Linked DNA regions of Mus musculus: regions 1 and 3 are each linked to region 2. Evidence: chromatin contacts called from public HiChIP or PLAC-seq data. All regions are on one chromosome and are shown on one strand. The core of a region is the stretch at or near the end of the contact, and the rest is flanking DNA. Distances in the headings are between cores, read along the strand shown. Region 1 has its middle 11 kb from the start of Gm46770. Region 2 holds the start of Cd93 (CD93 antigen). Region 3 has its middle 17 kb from the start of Nxt1.

Region 1 (3,273 bases), core at 715-3,214, 130 kb after region 2:
TTTGATTGTCTGGGATGAAATTAATCGCTCCCCATAAATATCGAATAAAATGATCTGTTTGTTCTAGGAGCAGCTGGAACAATCTTCTGTTTGCTTTCTCCACCCTCGTGCTTATCCTTCTCCTCAGAGTAAGATGACTAATTGGCTTAGCAAGGTCATGAAGTCACATGCTCTCCTTTCACACTGCAAGAGTCCTACAGACCCAGTTGGTGTGCGTGCCATGTCGAGCCTGTCCTGGAGAGTAAGCTGCCCTGTGCTGGGCACTGTACTGATTCCTCCTGTTTTCTTACAGTTGGTGGTCTGGGTCTCCTCCAAGCACTGGTTGGAAGCCTGAGGAGAAGGCCCTGGAGGGGCTTTCCACTTGTATGGAGACAACTCTCACCATGTTCATCTTCCTAATAACCAGGCCTGAAATACAAACATGTATGCAGGCGTGGGCCAGTTCCCCGAAGAAACAGCCCTCTCCACATTAGCCTTTACTCCTTCTCCCCTCTGGTCCTTTTCTACTTCCAGTGCAGTAATATTAAGACATACTATGAAGAGTAGAGTTGCTTCCTGTTGACAATACATGCATATATTTAGATTCTAACATTATAATAAATCTTATCTGGTTTTATATACTCCAAATATTACCATTCTTAGATACAAATTGCTGAGATATTTTAATATTCTTATGTTTTGTACAAAGTCTTCAAAATCCAGTGTGTTCCAATGCCTTAGTACTCACTAATAGCACTTGACAAGCTTAATAGCCACCCACATATGGCAGTTGGCCACTAGACTGGCCAGCATACTTCAGATAACAGAAAAACCCCAAAAAGTTTTTATAAAACAACTGTACATGGTTAATGAGAGAAGAAACAATAACAAATCACTGCCTATGAATACAGATACAAACAACCTAAGCAAAAATATTTTCCAATTGACGTCATGCCACATATAAGAACCTAAGAAACTGGGCTAGAGAAATAGCTCAGTGGTTAAAAGAACTGATTGCTCTTTCAGAGAACCCAACTTTGATTTCCAGCAACCACATGTCAGCTCCCAACCATCTGTAAATCTAATTTTAAAGCAAACTGTGGGTCATGACCGCTTTGTGTATGTGTGTGTGTGTGGGGGGGGGGGGGTGTCAAAGGACCTTTTTACAAGAGTCATATATCAGATATCCTGCATATCATATATTTATATCACAAGCCATAACAATAGCAAAATTACAGTTATGAAGTAGCAGCAAAATAGTTTTATGGCTGGGGATTCACCACAACATAAGGAAATGTATTAAAGGCTATAGCATTAGGAAGGTGAAGACCACTGTTCCAGAGGATCTGACACCCTCTGCTGGCTGCCGAGAGCATTGCTAAAATGTGCTGGACACACATAATTATGGACACAGCTATAGAGATAATAAATACATAAATAAATCTAAGAGAGATTACCTAACACCCTAACCTTCTCCTGTAAGTTCCACAACATTTTATAAAATCTGCTAATACTTTGAAAGTCAAGAAACAGATAATTAAAGTACCAACTTGTATTTCTAAATCAATATGGCAGGTAGTGTAGTTTGGTGGTATAGCATATGCACAAGGCACTGGGTTAACCATCACCAAATGAATAAATGAAACTCTAAGTCATTAAGGGAAAACCACCCATAACTGTTTTTGTTTGGTATATGAAAATATGAATCCTGAGAAACAGTGAAAGCTGCTTCCATATAACTATTAGTGGAAATGTCACAGGTAACAAATGTGACTAGAATGCATTAACAAAGTGACACGTCCACCCAGGAGGCTCCATTTTGAGACAGAAAGTGGGTCACCTAGGGAAATTAACTCTTTCACCTGAGCTTCTGTGAAACTGACCTCCATGGACTTTCCTGCTTCTCTGCCAGGAAGTCAAACCCAAGAGGAGCTTTACAAACAGGAACTACAAAAGACACGGTCAACAATACGCTCCCCAGAGTCAGCTGCATCTGACTCTATGAGGATGGAAAGCCTGTTCTACGTGTTGTGACCTTATAGTGGGCTGTCCCACTTCTAAGGGGTCCCTGGGCCTACAGGTCTTATAGACTCAGATCAATCTCTGGAAGGCTTTGAGCCACCAGCAGCCCTACAAAGGAAGTATGGAGTAGATCCTGAAAGAGGCTTTGGGGAGGAGCTCTATCAGTAACTCCTGTGTCCAAGGAGCAAAGATATTTCATGCTAACATCTCATTTATTAAATATGTAAAAAAATTGAAGCCTCAATTTCCTCATAAATATTAAATTTGACTTACAAATTATTGTTTGTACATTTTGGAAAATACATGCAAATCTAAGTAGACTTTCGTTTCCTCTTTGCTCAGCACTTGGGCAGTTTCATGTAAACTGATTAAAACAGTCTATATTAGTTTATTACTTCCAATGATTCCTTTGAAGCATGCTACCCACTAGTCCTTCCTTATCCACAGAGGACACAGTCCACAGCCCTCAGCTGATGCCAAAGACTAGGGGTTGTGCCAAATGCTAGATCTGATATGTTTTGCTATACAGACACATCTGTGATGAAGTTTAATTTATAATTTAGGCAGAGAAAGAGATTGACAACAATAGCTAATGGCAAAGAAAACAATTATAACCATGTTATGCTGGGACACGGTTGTGTCCTTCTTATCTAGATCAGACCAACATGATCACAAGAGGCCTTAACAGTGACAGAGGGGACAAAAGGGTAGGGGCAATGGCTCTGCCTTTGAAGAGATGAGGGTGCCCAGACTTGGAACTCGAGGCAGATTGCTCAGTTGCTCCTAGAACTTGCAGAGCAGAGAAGTCCTGCAGAGAAGTCCCTGGACTTAGCACGGTATGAGCAGCGTTGGGTTTGGACTTAGCACGGTATGAGCAGCGTTGGGTTTCTGAATGCTGCCTGTGAGTCAGGTCACATCAGTTAGACGCTAATGTGTTAAGCCACTGTGTTTGTGGTCATTTGTAACCTCAGAAATGAAAAATCAATAGGGCCCTCCAATGGGCCTTTTAAATCTAATAGGTCAAACTTAGAACTATAGAAAACCTATGCTGTCTAAAGCCCTGAAGTGCTGATGTATAAGCCTCATAACACATTCCTCTGTGGCTAAAACCAATGTTGTATTTGAAATTTAATACACAGCGAGATGTGTTGAGAAGGTCACATTCTGCTTCTCTCTATAAGACTGAAGAGTGGATGCATAGATCATCCTGACAGAAATGAAATGCTGTATAGAGTTCATTACCCTTTAATCCCTGGCCTGGCCATATGAGAT
Region 2 (3,220 bases), core at 102-2,601:
ACAATATAGCCCTCTTTACAGGAGCAGTAGAAAGAGCCATCAGTGTTGATGCAGCCTTGGGCACAGGGCGAGTTGGCAGCTGCACACTCATCCACATCTTCACAGGCCTCTTCCTTGGGGCCACTGGGTTGGTAACCAACCCAACATTCACAGTGGAAGCTCCCTAGAGTGTTGACACAATCCTGGGCACAGGGGGAGTCCTGGCACTCATCTATATCCACACAGTGCACTTGGCTAGAGTCCAGCTGGTAGCCGCTGGGACAACGGCAAGTGTAGTTTTCACTGAGTGGTACAGAATGGCACATGCCACCTCCTGTGCATGGGTTTGAGCTGCAGGGGTTCCTGGAGGCACAAGTTACTAGATCATCCAGCAGTCGAAATCCAGGCCGGCAGCCGCAGCGGAAGGAGCCATCGCCACCTTCGAAGCAATCCTGCTGGCAGCCCCCGTTGTTGAAACTGCAACCAAACTTGGGGCTGACACAGAGTGGGCCTGAGCTGCCCCAGTGAAATATTCCTGGAGTCTTTTCATTGCATAGGAAATAGTGGGTTTCACTCTTAGCTTCATCCCCACAAGCTACATTGGCTACAGAGGCAAAAGGCACAGCCTCCAGAGAGGAGGTAGTGGCCTGGAAAGGGGTGGTATAGGTCACCCGCCCTGGACCACCCAGCGCCAGTGGCCTACACATGCCTTTGAAGTTGAACTTGCACAGGAAACCTTCAATGCTGTTACCTGGAGCTTCGGGGGTCCCACAGGGACTCTCATGCCACTTGGGCAGATGGCTGGGGTGAGGTGTCAAGGACAGGTCCAGTATGAGGGACACACAGCGTTTAAAGATACAGGAGCTCTTGCTGGCTTTGTACCAGTTTGAATAAGCTGTGTCCTCTCCACCACCCACCCAGCTGAAGCCCCTCATTGGCAAATCATGGTACGTACAGTTGCCCTTCTCTCGCTGGAGCCCGATCCAGAATTTGCCCATCTTTGCTTCCAAGGGTGCCTTGGTCTTCAGGAGCTGAGTCAGGGCTTGCTGAACATGCCGGGCCTCCTCCTCACTCTTCACGGTGGCAAGATTGCCTCCATTCTCATTGCAGCGATGCTGGGCTTCAGCGGCACTCAGCTTGCCCCAATGGGCTGTATAGCAGGCAGTCCCCTCGCACACCACAGCCTGTGAATCAGCAGCAGCCCCTGCCCAGGGCTGGCCAAGGAGCCCCAGCAGCAGGAACAAACCAGTTGAGATGGCCATTCTTCTGTGTCTCCTTCTGGGAGGGGCTAGACTCCCCTGCGGTGACAGCAGCAGCCGGTGGAACCTGGACCTTGACACCAGGCTGTGCTCTGAAGGGAGCAGAGGCGCACTGCTGCTTTCACACTACCACAGCTCTGGCATTGAGAAGGTTACAAAGACTCGCTTTTCACGTCCTCCTGACCCAGGGCGCATCCTGTGCTCTCCTACTTCTTATTTCTCACCGGATGCTGGGGTTTCCTGCCATGAATAGCCTTCTGACTCCTGTTGCCTTCATCACGGTTTTGTTGTTCAGAGGGCAGTCTCTGGCTCAGAGCTGTGGAAACACAGAGGATCCAAGAGATATGGCTGCTTTATTTTGAGTCCGTTCACTTTCCCATACCACAAAGAGCCCCAGTGGCATGCTGTCCAGTGAGCAGAGACTTTGGGGGGTGGGAGGGTAGAGACTTGAAAAGTATCATCCAAGTAACCCATGATAAAATTCCACTTCAGATTGCAAACCACCAGAAGGGAAAGAAAAATATGTGACGCTTGAGACACAAGGGCATGGAAAGATTATAGTTTTCGGCCTTTTTTAGAAGCAAACTGGATCTGCTTTTTTTTCCTATCTTGTACCCTGTCTCTGTTTTTGGAGTCGTTTTTTTCTTTTATTCTTCCCATCATGAACTTTAAATAGACAGGAAGCTTTTAAATAGGATTTTGGCTGTGGGAATTTCTGGGTTTCCAACAATGTCAATCTCCATGAGAATATATATATTTTTTAAAAAGGTGAAAATAGTTTTCAGGGTTTCCTAGTGCACTATAAATGAAGTGTCAGGGTCCCCAAAAGATCAGAAAGATGGGAAAATGAACCTGGCCTGCCTTGTCATATTCCCTAACCCAAGGCTTAGGCGGAGTTCAAAGGCACAGGAGCACAATCAGAGGCTGCAGCTCAAAATCACGATGTAAGAATCAACACCCGGGCAGGCGTTACAGCTCACAGCACCTGGGCCAAGGCCTGTCTCAATCAAAGCTAGCCACTGGAAGGTGGAAACTACGTTTAACTGCCCCTGTCCCCAACCACCACCATATTCTACTTGACCCCAGCTAGACTCAGAGTCTAACACTTTGGAGAAAGTGTTAGATTAAGAGATAAAGGAAAGTAGTAACAGAATGAGGCCACACAAGTGTGCTAATGAGCCCAGCCTCCTAAGATAGGTTAAAAGCCACTTCACAGAGTCATCCCAGTGGAGGCAGGATCCAGCTGAGGCAGGATTCTGGGCAGATCTTGAGCACTCACTCCTCTATTGCTGGCAGCTGGCTACACTGTTCTCTCACTTGCTTTTGAGGTCACTTTGCAATTTCTAGTCTTGGCCTGCCAGATCATATGCCCCTTCCAGAGGCAGGGCTTGACACGGGCAAATGTCCTGATAGATTTTTTGGGGTGGGGTGGGGGGGTGTTTTGTTTTGTTTTGTTTTCTTTATTAGATGCAATTTCTTCTTCCCAAGATGCCCACGGTTGTGAGTGTGGTCGTGACTTGCAAGAGGAAGCAACCCAAAAGAACATGTGAATTAAGAGATTTGTGTTACCACAGATCTCAATGTTAGTGGGAAGTGGGGAACTATGGCAACACTGAAAGGGAGAGGGAGGGGAGAGAAATAAGGAGAGGGAAGGACAGAGAGAAGATAGGGGGAGACTAGGGAGGAAGGGGGGAGAAGGATGGAGAGAGGAAGAGAGGATATCAAAGCTTTTATTGGGGTTCAGGATATTGTCTAGGCAGGTTTTTAGGGGAATGCTATCTGGAGTTCAGAACTAACAAGACCTGATTCCCAAGAATTCACTCAAACCTTTTCTCAGGTGTCCATAGCATTCCATCCACCTCATCATCCACTTAGCTACTCAGCCATGCACTAATCCATCCATCTACTCAGCCATCTACCAGTCTAATAACTTTTCATATTGGATACCAGGCTAAACACTAATTACAGGGAGGTATTCTTAC
Region 3 (3,334 bases), core at 184-2,683, 210 kb after region 2:
GTGGACTCATAACCAGCTGTCTCATGTTCCCTCCACTGGAGTTGCAAGATGTTCAAGGCACAATATACCTTTCCTTCTTTAGGCTAGTTTTCTCAAACACTTTGTCACAGCAACAAGAATTAACTAATAGAGGAAATATTCCCCCCAAAGCCCGTGTGTTAAGGACTTGGCTCCCACATGGTTGTATAATTTGGGGAGGTCCTGGAAATCTTAAAGTGTAAGTTGTTGCTAAGGGAAGCAGGCCATGAAGGGTGTGTTGCTGGGAGTATCTTGTTCTAGTGTATTCCTGCTCATCTCTACTTTCTGCCTGCAATGAAGAGAACCTTGTGTGTCACATCCCAACCATTATGAAATTCTATCCAATAATCTCTAAAACAGTGAGCTGAAACAAATCCCTCTTCCCTGTAAGTTTTCTGTCAGGTAATTGGGGCAATGCTACACCGGTGTAACTAGCACGTGCATGCAATCGCCACAAGCTTTTCTGGTTTTTGTTGTTGTTGTTGTTGTTTTTTGGTTTTTTTTTTTATTAGCAACCTCTAAATTCTAAGTGAGTGTATATTTCAATCATTTGATTTATCAACTCCAGCCATTCATTAGTGACTCTTATTGGGGAAATTGCCAAGAAATTTTTAGCTAGTTTTATTAGCTTGGAGCATAGCTAGCGCACCTTCTTAGGGTATCCTTATGGCTCCCAATAGAGATGGGACTTTCTGCTCCCCTTAGTACCCTCCATAGCTGGAAGTAGGAAGAGAAAACCTAGAATGTTCTATGATAACCTGTTTTGGTTTTGTTTGTTTGTTTGTTTGTTTGTTTGTTTTTCATGGATAGTACCTGGGTCCTCTGTGGAAGTGGTACCTCCTTTGGGCAGCTCACAATCAGTGGCATATGGTTAACAAGAAATGGCTGCCTGGGGTCCTCCAGGGCAGGTTCCTTACCATCCCCTCTGCCTTTTATGTACTACCCACCTGGACCCATGTCTAGTACAAAGTTGTTTATGTATATGCTCCTTTATGGTATATGTGTTCATGTCTGTATGTACAGATGTGGGTGTGAATGCACATATAGTGTGCAAGGCATACATAAATATTAGATGTTTTCTTTAATGGTCTTTTATATTATTTTTATTTTATTTAAGTGCTGGCCAGGTACCTAAAATCCTAACCAAGAAGCATTGTTAGCAAGAACTTCAGAGACAGAAACAACCCAAGATTGGAGCCTTTAAACAGCAGATAAACAAACCCAGAGTTTCTACATTCTAAAAAATAAAGCCACAAGAACAAAGCCCTGTGTACCACCATCCATTCAGACAAGAGAGGTATCCTTAGAAATTTCCGTTTGTCAAATGTTTGAGCTAAGAGAGAAATAGATGCCTTCTAAGAGATAACAGGAACTCAGTGCAGCATCTTAGCCTAGCATTGTGCTTAGAATAGGCGAGAGCACCCTCGTGTGGCAGATACTTTAAATGTCAACTCAGCATCCAAGAGTAGGCCAGCTGCAGGCAGCTTCCAAACAGGGGAAATGGAGGCTCAACCTTTGAGCCTGAATCAACAGTCAAGTAGTGTAAAATTGTTTTATTGGATGATAATGTATGATTTCTGTACTGTGAGTGTTTATACTGTAGTCAGCACAGTGGTCCTACTGTATTATCCTTGATGGCAGGAGTAGCAATTCTAGGAGGTGGTTAGAAATGCAAATTGCTCCTGCTTTAGAAACTGATGCTGAAGGCTAGCCTACAAATGTCAGTATGCCTTTTTATGAATTCTGAAGCTTGTTTATGTATATGCTCATGTATGATATATGTGTTCATGTATGTATGTATGTACAGATGTGGGTGTGAATGCACATATGGTGTGCAAGTGTGCGAAAGGCATATATCAATATTAGATGTTTTCTTTAATGGTCCTTTATATTATTTTTATTTCTTGTGTTTGTATGTGTATATGCAGATATGCTCTGATGTGCACCTGTAACTCCAGCTGTGCAGACTCATCAAGCCTTTTCATCTTGTTTTTTGAGGTGTAGGCTCTCACTGAATCTGGAGCACATCATCAATTTAGCCAAGTTGGCTAGGCATCCTCCTGACTCAGTCCCCAAAGAAACCCTAACCTTAACCCACACCCAATCCTACACATACACACAGCCACCAGCAGAAAACATGACATGACCACAGAAGTGTAAGAAGTACACCTAGTGGGGTCCAGAGACTGAGGCAGGACAGGGTCGTCAGCGCATGAGAACAACATGTGAGAGTCAGTTCTCTCTTTCCACCATATAGATTCCAGGGATTGAACCCTGGTCATCAGGCTAGACAGCAGATGCCTTTAACTAATGAGTCACCATACCCATGCCCTCTGCCAACAGCCAAATGTATACAAGACTAATAGAACAACTTGGAGCTTTGTACTAGGCATGGAGTCCAGGAGAGTAGTACTCACCAGTCAGGGAAGATGAATTGTAGGGTAAAAGACCATGACCAAAGGGGAAAACTCCCTGACTCTAACTTGACCCATAGCCCAAGACCAGAGCCAAGAAACAATCCCACCAATTGTGCTTGCCTCAAAATCAAGCCAAAGAATCACATCAATCCCTGAGCACAAAATCCTATAAGTCCCTAAACCAGAAACTTTACCAATCCCTATGCTTGCTCCAAGATCAGATCACAAAAATTCTACCAATCCTAGGCCACTCTGAAAAGCTGTGCCCCTCCCGCAAGAAACCCTATATAAAGTCTGCCACCCTTCTGGCCTTTTCTCCCCCAATAAATCCCTTGTGTGAGGTTGTTATGCAGTGACTTTGTGGTATTCTTTGGCTCACGATTTATTGCTGGGATCCCTCTCAGAGAAGAGCTGTAACACTTTCACTGGGAAAATCTCCCCCAGCTGGAGCAAAGCTGTAACATTTACATGAATGATGAAAGAACCAGACTTGGTGGCTCCTAGGCACCCACATCTTGTTGGCTGGATGTCCAGTCACTAAGAGTGAGCTGCCTAGGAGATACCACTTTCGCAAAGGAGCCTTAGCTTCTGTCCATGAGAAAGCAGGTTATAGAACATTCTAGGTTTCTTCTGTTTACTTCTAACTGTGGAGGGTAGATTATTTGAGGCAGCAGGAAGTCCCTTAGGTATTGGGGGCCATAAGAATACCCTAACTAGAAGACTTGGCCATGGCCCAACCTTATCTTTGAGATAAGGTCTTGATAAATCTGGAGCTCATCGATTCAAGTAGACTAGTTAGGTAGTGATCTTCATACCTCAGTCTACAAAGCTAGAGTTATATATTTAACTCTATAGCTGTATGCTGCAGCATCTAGCTTTTATGTGGGTTCTGGGTATCC

What was found. HiChIP or PLAC-seq counts read pairs in DNA pulled down with a chosen protein or histone mark.
Region 1: an H3K4me3 HiChIP or PLAC-seq map of bone marrow-derived macrophages shows a contact between it and region 2, with 2.9 times the contacts expected there. The contact joins the enhancer-like site here to the promoter of Cd93 in region 2. A contact is called at or near these places in 2 of 39 promoter capture datasets (embryonic stem cells and macrophages), 1 of 15 datasets of contacts at CTCF or cohesin (large pre-B cells), 10 of 484 Hi-C or Micro-C datasets (LSK cells, bone marrow-derived DN2 thymocytes, bone marrow-derived macrophages and 6 more), 8 of 115 datasets of contacts at active chromatin or transcription factors (the 230-238 cell line, the HPC-7 cell line, bone marrow-derived macrophages and 4 more) and 4 of 9 other capture datasets (adipose tissue, bone marrow-derived macrophages, liver and 1 more).
Region 3: a contact with region 2 is called in an H3K27ac HiChIP or PLAC-seq map of heart atrium, with 4 times the contacts expected there. The contact joins the enhancer-like site here to the promoter of Cd93 in region 2. A contact is called at or near these places in 9 of 39 promoter capture datasets (the 3T3-L1 cell line, the C10 cell line, cranial neural crest and 6 more), 4 of 115 datasets of contacts at active chromatin or transcription factors (bone marrow-derived macrophages, cardiomyocytes, heart atrium and 1 more) and 2 of 9 other capture datasets (adipose tissue and liver).

Annotation. Positions count from the first base shown.
Region 1 is chr2:148,571,022-148,574,294 of GRCm38.p6, forward strand. No RefSeq gene overlaps it. Among named protein-coding and RNA genes, the nearest start is that of Gm46770, 11 kb to the left of the region's middle. Within about 2 kb of position 1,965, at least 26 of the 459 cell types and tissues checked have an H3K27ac peak or open chromatin away from gene starts, as enhancers often do. A contact at or near this core is called in bone marrow-derived macrophages, macrophages and pro-B cells, where this site is marked.
Region 2 is chr2:148,442,184-148,445,403 of GRCm38.p6, forward strand. It overlaps Cd93 (CD93 antigen), which reads right to left and starts at 1,352. Exons shown (of 2, transcript NM_010740.3): 1 at 1-1,352. The coding sequence starts at 1,241.
Region 3 is chr2:148,653,723-148,657,056 of GRCm38.p6, forward strand. No RefSeq gene overlaps it. Among named protein-coding and RNA genes, the nearest start is that of Nxt1, 17 kb to the right of the region's middle. Within about 2 kb of position 1,434, at least 5 of the 459 cell types and tissues checked have an H3K27ac peak or open chromatin away from gene starts, as enhancers often do. A contact at or near this core is called in heart atrium, where this site is marked.